2 separate regions of the Danio rerio genome follow, and region 2 is linked to region 1. A link is a contact called in public HiChIP or PLAC-seq data. All regions are on one chromosome and are shown on one strand. Each heading gives the region's core, a stretch centred on a gene start, on an enhancer-like site or on the middle of the called end of the contact. The rest is flanking DNA. Distances are from core to core; before and after follow the strand shown. Region 1 holds the start of mark4b (MAP/microtubule affinity-regulating kinase 4b). Region 2 holds the start of ckmb (creatine kinase, muscle b).

Region 1 (4,847 bases), core at 1,487-3,986:
TTCCATATTGAATGATAACGGTATATATTTCGGTATTTAACGGTATATAAGCTACAAAATTAGAGGGTCCCTTAAATGGCATAACATACTTTTTGCTGATAAATTTTCGGTGGCCAAACATTTGGTACATCTGTAATATCAACACACCTTAGATTCTCATTGATGCACGTTCCTGCTGTGTGATTGGCTCTTAGATCAATATAGGGTAAAAAGGTCCAAAGCTTATCATTGCCATTGACATAAATTCTATCATGACTGCATATAATATCCCCAATTAACAGTTATTCTTTAAACTCTCTCTCTTTGGTGAATTGATTGAACTGATTCACACAAAGTCGGTACAACTTATACACTTATTATTATATTAGGTTTTTGAAAATCAAGAACTCTTTCAGACATGTCCAGTTCGTAATTAACCAAAAGCCGAAGTGAATTTATACTTTTTGAGTGAATCGATTTATTGATCAATGGGCTGATAAAAATATGTTAACTGTCAAAAAACAGAAATGCTACAAACAGAATGATTATCAAAAATTGCAAAAATTGCAAAAAAAAAAAAAAACTGCATGTTTATTGAAGAAACATATTTGATTTGGTAAACTCTATTATTTACTGTTTCATTCACCCATTTGAATAAAATTGTGGCCAAGAACTATAATAAATCTTTACTAAAAGTTAATCTGTTTACTCATTAAAGAAGATCGCACCCATGTCAAACTAATTTGCTCCCTCATTTTGATTTAACAGAGAACAAATTATTACAACATGGCCATGATTTAGTAAAATGATTATATTGAGACTGAGAGCATATTATTGCCAACATTAATGATGGTTTACTAGGCCTACAAAAAAAAAAAAATAAATCAAAACTCAAAAATGCAAGTTTTAGAAGTTACCATAGCCACACCGTTATTTTTGCACTAATAAGAATAATAACAAAAAATTGTTACACTGTTACTATTATAAAACCATGTATGGCTACTTTTAATAATAATTTTACAACATAAGGATAAGATGAAAATATGGTTGGAAAGATGATGTCATAATTCATCGAATACACTTCATTCTGAACAAGAAAATGAAGAAGTTTTAGGCCTATAATACAAAAAACCCGGTTTAATAATTATAAAACTAGCTAAATTAATGTTAAACTAAGATTAGTATAACAAAACATGGTTAATTTGTGGTTACAGTGGGTTGACTACAATTTTTGTTTGATTTGTAGTACAACCATGGTTATATTCGTAAGGAGGGAACAAATTTTCGTTTTGTTTAGTTAATTGGTGCATACATTATACATATTCCCCCACATATAATTATGAGGGTTTTGTGTTTTTCAGTGAGAAATTGTACATTAACTTTAGCAGCTATTGTTTAGCATAAATACAATGTAGCCGACATGTCTGCTTTGTTTTTCCGGAAATATATTTTAACCTGCACTGTAAAAAGAAGGCAGGGTTCCACACAATTCATTCATGTTGTCTCAACACAAATTAAGTGAACTTAACACTTTAAACAAATTTATGTGGATTGAACATAAACAATTAAGTTGTCCCTATGAAATCTCAAGAATTGTGTTGTTTTAGCTCATTTTAAAAAGGTAACTAGTTTAAACAAGGAAACAAATATATACCTTTAAGTGTGTATGAACAACAAACTGAACTACAACACGAAAAACTCAAACACACACTCTTGCATTTCAACATTAATACAAAAAAAAAACAACAACATTAATTGCCAGGATGTCGTAAATATTAATTGATGACGTAAAAGAGAAGTCGAATTCTCCTTTCTGTTCTGATGTTTGGAAAAGCGAGCCTCATCACTTCCCTTCTCCACTTTTGACGACAAACGTTCTAATGGTTCGTTTGTCAAGTGGAACTAAATGACGTAAGAAAGCTTTACACTTACGTGGTCTGCATTCCTGTCGTTCCCCGGCTGCAGCGCTGCGCGAGAAGACATCGTCCCTGAGCTTCAGCTTTCAGCAACGCTGCCTTTATTTGCAGGGCTCCGCGTACAGTTGCTAATTGAATCAGACCCGGTCCGCAGCCGAGCCAGTATCGAGAGGCTATCGCTGCCCTCTCCGACCACCACTATAGTGTTTTCCCTCTTAAACAATCCTCATTTTCGCCCAAGTCTGCTGGATGCTATGCACAATACTGATGGGATGAGAACAAAGATAAAAAGGCTATACTATGATGCTCATGTCTGTGGTGGTTCGGCTAGCCGGAACAATAGATCATTTTGTCCTGAGCTAAACAAAAATGTCCCATACCAGCGAGTTTTTTGTATGTTGAGTCGACTGTAGATCACGAGACACAACGAAAGAAAACAAAAGCAGAACAGAATAGGAAAAACAGAGCTACCGCAGCATCAAACAGATGAAAACAGACCCATTTTTTCAAAGAGTCTGGGTTGTCCAGAAGAAAATAAACCACTCCCACGGACGCGGTGTCCCCTTCAAAGACTCATCTGTGCACATTTCCAGGAAAACAATATATTAATAAATAAACATCGGCGGATACAGTACGAAATGCAAACTGTTAAGCGTATGTCGAGTGCACTCCCGTCCCGACAGGCACCGGTGGGCAATATCCTTTTCGCAGAGGCAGTCCGTCTGTCAATGCTCCCAGACGGTATAGCTTAGCTTATAAAAACTGTACAGTGGCTGTAAAATGTTCATCCCCAGCAGCGTGTGACACTGGCATCAAGGAAGGACGTCAGGAGAAAGAATAGGCTGGGCAGGGCTGCGGCGGACGCTCACACACACATACACAGTCACACACACTTATGCACACCCTTCCCCCATGGTCCTAAAGACACTGTTCATTCATTCAAGTAACAGACTCGTCGACTGACAAACAAGTCTGGCCATAATAAAAGCGGACCACTCCTCCTGCTGGACACTGTACGGCAGTGCAGCTCAATCCGGGAGAAATTGAGTGCTTCTGAAAAGTGCTGGTGCGGTTACTGAAAAAATGGTCGTTAGTTTCGGATTACAAACAGCATGATGATACATGTAGCCAGTTATGTAATCTGTTACAATGCACATTTTAAGTAATGTTATCTTTTCGATCATTTCTAATCATATATTTGAGATTATTGTTATTAAAACAACAAAGAGAAAAAATAATATTTATGCATTGTTGTCAGCATAATGATTTGCATTAAACATTGCGTTGTGTTGATAAAGAAAATAATTATTGTTAAATTCATTAAAGTCATTGTTAAATGAAATTAATTAAATTAAAATGGATTAAAATACATAACTACATAGGCCTAATACATGTTCAGCTACAGTAAAAAGTTGTCTCAACGTATAATTTTAAGTTAACAAACATCTGGACATTTTTGAGTTGACTCAACTTTCAACCCAATAACTGCACTTGACTAGATTTACGTTCTCAAAAATGTCCTGAAGTTTGTTGCCTTAAATTTTAGTTTTAAAGTCAACTTTATAGCAAAAAAGTTTTGAAGTCATTGTAACACATGAACAAACATTAAATGTTTGACTGGCATTACTATATTGTGAATATAAAACTAAACAAGGGCGGTGTGGTGGCGCAGTGGGTAGCACTGTTGCCTCACAACCTGAAGGTCACTGATTTGAGCCTCGGCTGGGTCAGTTGGCATTTCTGTGTGGAGTTTGTATGTTCTACCCGTGTTCGCGTAGGTTTTCTCTGGGTGGGTGCTTTTCCCCCACAAGTGCAAAGACATGCAGTACAGGTGAATTGGGTAGTGTGTGAATGAGTGTGTATGGATGTTTCCCAGTGATGGGCTGCAGCTGGAAAGGCATCCAGTGTGTAAAAACATGTTCTGGATATGTTGGTGGTTCATTCCTCGATGGAATCCCATGATTAATAAAGGGACTAAGCCCAAAAGAAAACAAAAGAATGAAACAAAACAACATGACTATTATAAAAAGAAAGTGGAAAAACTAGTTATGAGGATATAAAAAGAACTATTAAAGGGCTCGAACCAGCGACCTTCTTGATGTGAGGGGATCGTGCTACCCACTGCACCACTGTTACGCCTATATTTATTCATTCAGGAGAATATTTTATCCAAAGCGACTTACAAATTAGAATAAATGAAGCACATTAAATCACCAGAAATCTGCAATGGATGACATGTTTAAGTTAGTTTAGCAGTTTTTAAAAAATATTATTATTATTATTATTATTATTAATATTGAGTCCTTGTAATGGAGTGTTTGTAAAAAAAAATGCGGATTGCACTGTTTTCTTATAAACATGGAGTGTTTACTGACACAGAAAAACTAAGATAAAGTTGAGTAAATGATAAAGTAGGGTCTTTAGTCACAGAAGAGGGACTTCTGTTTCAGTCATTTGACTGAATGTAGATTATTTCAGGTCACTGGAAACTCATAATATCAGTATTTTTCAGTACAAATCAATGTTGTTCTTGTATCAATGTTGTTCACTATAGATTCCTGACAAATTGACATTAGTTTTCTGATTGAGCGACTGCGCCATCTTTTGGCCACAACAATGGATTACATTATTTTTCTTTTTAGTCAGACTGAATAAAGAAGAGTTTGTTTTGGAGTGGATGTGTAAAAAGAAACTAGCAAAAGGGATAACATCTGCATGTAAACAGGACTTCACCACACCTTCACCAGACCCTAAATTTAATGTTTATTTTCAAATTCTGTTTAAACATCTGCTTTGGCGAGCAAAGAAAACACTATCGCATACATACCATAACGTCTGCAGAGAAGTCCAAAGTAGGGCTCGCGGGCCAAAGTTGGCCCATTTTAACCTTTGATTTGGCCCAGCATCCCATCTGAGAGGACAGTGAGTATGATTGGGAGGGTTGGGGTGAAT
Region 2 (4,847 bases), core at 1,220-3,719, 95 kb before region 1:
TTAATATAGAGTAGGGGGAAGGGTTGAGTTTTGTCCCCTTCCATCTTTCTGTACTGTACTCACATTTTCACAGACTTCACTGCTGTTATAGTCTTTTCCCCATAGGCTTTCTGAGCATTAGGACCACCTGTCACAGCCACGGTCATGTGCTAAAGCATTTGCCAGGGACAAAACCACCGAAGATCTAGCAGATAAACACTGGAGGTTTACCTACTTTGATAAACTCTAGAGGGTTGTAAAGTTGACAGTTTTGTTGCATTTGTGGATGTCCACTTTTCTGGTTTAGCTTCAAGACCATTAGGCCGTATACTTTTTACAAGCTTAAGGACACTTCACAAAGGTCAATCCTTGACATATAAAGATAAAAAGTTGAGTATATATTCTCAGGACACTGGTTACAGACTGACTGATAAGTCATTGCTTCACATCAAGTGATCCAGAAAAAAAAATCCAAATGAGTGCTATCCAGACCTAAGCAAATATTTGCCTCTTGAAATGAAATGAATTTTAATTGCTGAACCTTTGACATTGCTCAATCAGACCAGCTAAAAAAAGGTAGGCACAGGATCGCATAATATCATATGCTACCAACCAGATGAGGGAAATCAAACCACGCAAGTATCATATATTCACATATTCTCTAAGGTCCAATAAATAAATCTTTGAAATGTTGCCATAGTCACGGATTGTATATGTAACGATTTTACACAGCAGAGCTCACCAACTGGACACTGAGAACACTTTGGTACAGTACAAAGTGTCTTCATATCAAGGGACACGATGCCTACTCTTGAAAGCATTGTATGTCTTTCAAGGGAGATGAGTAAGGAATGTCATTCATACAAACTACTACACAAGTAAACAATATTTTGTAATATTAAAAGTAGGGATTTCAATCTCTATTTTAACTCATGCATTCAAAAGAACTTTAGAATATCTTGATTCATTTTACTTAAATTTTTTTTATCTTTTTCAGTTTCCTTCAGAATATTGACAAAAAAATTGCAATGTGCACAACCCAACAGTATGATTAAATCAATAACCAATACAGTTGATTGAAATGAGGAAATGAACCTTCAGCAGTGCCTACAGTTTATTTCATAACTGAGCACAGAGGAATAGGTTACCGTGGGGTGGGGACAGCTGTCTCCCCTTCTCGGGTGTTGTGATGTAGCTTCTTTCCTTTTAGAACCTGAAACCCCCATCAAGAAGTGCAGCTATCCAATGAAGTTCAAGCATGCAGGAGCGGGACAACCAATGGGCAGCAAACATTGAAGTATATAAACCAAGGTCTGACGTCTTGCAAAGTTGGGCAACCCCTACATTGGCTTGGTGAACAGGATCTGATCCCAAGGACTGTTACCTTTTCTCCCATACAGGTAAACTCAAGAGATTTTACAAGGGTGGTAATAAGGGGTACTTGATGAAACATGAAATTCTTCAGCAAAAAGGACATTTTCTATAGGAGTTTCAGTTTGGTTGAACCTACGTATTCCCCACTCAATTTAGTCACACTATAATTGTGTTAATGATTGAAAACATCATACAAGCCTGAACTCTTGTGGTTTATCTTATTTTCTAGAGTATATATTTATCATTAATAAATATTAAAAACTGCTTAATTCATGCTAGATATGTAGACTGTCCTTGTCTGATTTTTTTTTTTTTTTTTTTAAAGTTATAATGCATGAGAAATCTAAGAGTGCAGTCTAAAGTAGATTTGTCATCTTTGGTAGGAGGCTTGACACCTGCTTCGGTGCAAGGTCATGTCATGTGTGATAGGATTTACGGCTAATGAATTTTACAGACTATAAGACTATTTATAAGGCCTCAGACATTGGATTATTTTTCTCTGGAACTGTATGCACAAAGCTGTTTATTACTCCTGAAAAAAGATATTACACCTCAATTATTTAAATAGTAATTTTCATAAAAGCAAAATTGATGTGGATTTAAAACTAACTATGGGGCGATTGTGGAAACTCCACCCCTGCAGAAATGAGAGAGGTCAATATGCTGTTTGCTGTAAGTGACAGGAGTGAGTTTGGCAGCTACGCTAAAAATATCATCTGCTGTCTGATGCATATAAGCATGCAAGCAATGCAGCAACCACTCCATGTAGAAATATGAGGTGCCGCATAGACAGGGGAACATGTTCTGTTACTAAGAGACTGAAGTTTACTTGGGACAAAATATCGTATGTACTAACCTTGTCTGGCATCTTATTCTGGACACTATTGCTGCTTATTCCTGACTAACAACGATTGGTTGTCATAAAAATAAAAAAGAACGGTGCAGTTGGTTCCCCTTCTTTCCTCAAAAGTTTAGGCTACACCATAAAGGACCTTGGTAGGCCTAGGACAATATTCCTGGTTGTCCAGTCTGAAAATGGCCTTGCCAGAAAGACTTTCAGACTTTTCTCTAGATCCTGTCCTAACTTGCCTTCCTTTGTCTTTTGGTAGATTGCCGGAAAAGTGCAATCATGACTAAGAACTGCAACAACGATTACAAGATGAAGTTTGCTGTGGATGAGGAGTTTCCTGACCTCTCCCAGCACAACAACCATATGTCCAAGGTCCTCACCAAGGACATCTACAACAAGCTCAGGAGCAAGTCAACCCCCAGTGGATTCACCCTTGATGACTGCATCCAGACTGGTGTGGACAACCCTGGTAAGCACTACATTTAAGCATTTAACAGACAATTTTATCCAAAGTGACTCACACACATGAACAGTAGACATGACTGTGGGCTGGTAAATAGCTGTTCACCTTAGGGAATCACCTTAGCCATGGTTTTGAGGGTGGTGAGAGTGCTGGATATTCACTTTGCTCACCTACAATCATTGCTGGTCCCAAGACTTGAACCTGCGACCTTGGGATCACAAGTCCATCTCTCACCATTAGGCCCCAGAACACTTGATTACAATCTCCCATACAAGTCTCTTAAGATAGCTCAAGCAATGATATATGAAGTACTGCTCTTTGTTTCTAATACAAGGTCACCCCTTCATCATGACTGTCGGCTGTGTGGCTGGGGATGAGGAGTCCTATGAAGCCTTCAAGGAGTTGTTCGACCCCGTCATTTCTGACCGTCATGGTGGCTATAAGCCCACCGACAAGCATCTTACTGATCTGAACTGGGAGAACCTGAAGGTATGCTAAAGTTCTGTACAATGACAGCTGTTTTGCTCTACACTGGCTGATGTCTACCTGTGCACAGGGTGGTGATGATCTTGACCCCAACTACGTTCTGAGCAGCCGCGTACGTACCGGCCGCAGCATCAAGGGATTCACCCTGCCTCCTCACAACAGCCGTGGTGAGCGCAGAGCTGTGGAGAAGCTGTCCATTGAGGGTATGTATCAGCCTTATGTTGTCTCGATATCCACACAACATGCAAGATGATACTGACATTCACTATGGTCCTCTCACAGCTCTGAACAGCCTGGATGGTGAGTTCAAGGGCAAGTACTACCCACTGAAGGACATGACTGACAAGGAGCAGGAGCAGCTCATTGCTGACCACTTCCTGTTTGACAAGCCTGTGTCCCCCCTGCTGTTGGCTGCTGGCATGGCCCGTGACTGGCCTGACGGTAGAGGTATCTGGCACAACGACAACAAGACCTTCCTTGTGTGGGTGAACGAGGAGGATCACCTCCGTGTCATCTCTATGCAGAAGGGTGGCAACATGAAGGAGGTCTTCAAGAGGTTCTGCGTTGGCCTGCAGAAGGTAAATCCCTTTATTTACCACCAATTCAGTCAGTACTTTAACATTTTTGGTAACTCCAGAAGTTAAACAGCTTGTTGCATCTTGCAGATTGAGGATGTTTTCAAGAAGCACAACCACGGTTTCATGTGGAACGAGCATCTTGGTTTCATCTTGACCTGCCCCTCTAACTTGGGTACCGGTCTGCGCGGTGGTGTCCACGTCAAGCTGCCCAAACTCAGCACACATGCCAAATTTGAGGAGATCCTGACCAGACTGCGTCTTCAGAAGCGTGGCACAGGTGAGCTTGAATTTGTTCTAACTGTAGGTATAATTGTTAAGTGTTAGACTGTGATCGTTAGTTTGAGCAACTCTCCTTACTTCTCTTATCCAGGTGGTGTGGACACAGCCTCCGTCGGTGGTGTGTTCGACATCTCAAACGCTGACCGTCTGGGCTCCTCTGAGGTGCAGCAGGTGCAGCTGGTGGTCGATGGTGTGAAACTCATGGTTGAAATGGAAAAGAAACTGGAGAAGGGCGAGTCCATCGATGACATGATCCCTGCCCAGAAGTAAACTGCCAAAAGTGTTTCTTTTTTTTATTTGTTCATGCAGTCGTGCCATCATGACTTTTCCAAAAGACACTCCACCCTGCTTCCTTTTGTCCTACTTTTTTTTTCTCCTTCCTTTCTTTCCTGTCGTCTTCTTTTTCCAGCACTTTTTCTTCTTATCTTGCTGTTCCTCCTGTAACATCCTGGGATCAAACATCCACATAGCTAGAAACCCCTAGCTGTGTTGTATTCACCTAAACTTTTTTGGTTGTACAAAGTTTAATAAACGGCCCCATGTAACAATCAACCTTTGTCTTAAGTCTAAATAGTCCCCTTTTTTGTACTTCTGGACAAATCTGTGAACACGTACGGTAATAACAGTTTTTGTGGATTGATACATATTGATATTTTTTTAAGCATCATTTGTCATTTCTTGTGATTATGAAGCCACATTATGCTCCATTGTATTATAAGATATTTCAGTATATTTTGCAAATCATAAACAATATATTTGAACCTAAAACACAATTAAAACAAATTGCTGGTACAAAGACAACTTAATCATAATAAATAAAAATACAAACTGTAAAGAA

What was found. HiChIP or PLAC-seq counts read pairs in DNA pulled down with a chosen protein or histone mark.
Region 2: a contact with region 1 is called in an H3K4me3 HiChIP or PLAC-seq map of gastrula embryo, with 5 times the contacts expected there. The contact joins the promoter of ckmb here to the promoter of mark4b in region 1. A contact is called at or near these places in 6 of 18 Hi-C or Micro-C datasets (caudal fin, embryo and hematopoietic stem cells) and 4 of 4 datasets of contacts at active chromatin or transcription factors (caudal fin, embryo, gastrula embryo and 1 more).

Annotation. Positions count from the first base shown.
Region 1 is chr15:26,015,799-26,020,645 of GRCz12tu, reverse strand. It overlaps mark4b (MAP/microtubule affinity-regulating kinase 4b), which reads right to left and starts at 2,736. Exons shown (of 18, transcript XR_012390840.1): 1 at 1,912-2,736. It overlaps si:dkey-182i3.11, which reads left to right and starts at 4,530. Exons shown (of 2, transcript XM_073923695.1): 1 at 4,530-4,817.
Region 2 is chr15:26,110,245-26,115,091 of GRCz12tu, reverse strand. ckmb (creatine kinase, muscle b) reads left to right here and starts at 2,469. Exons shown (of 6, transcript NM_001105683.1): 1 at 2,469-2,672; 2 at 3,001-3,155; 3 at 3,223-3,355; 4 at 3,435-3,730; 5 at 3,818-4,007; 6 at 4,101-4,557. The coding sequence starts at 2,483. The coding sequence ends at 4,279.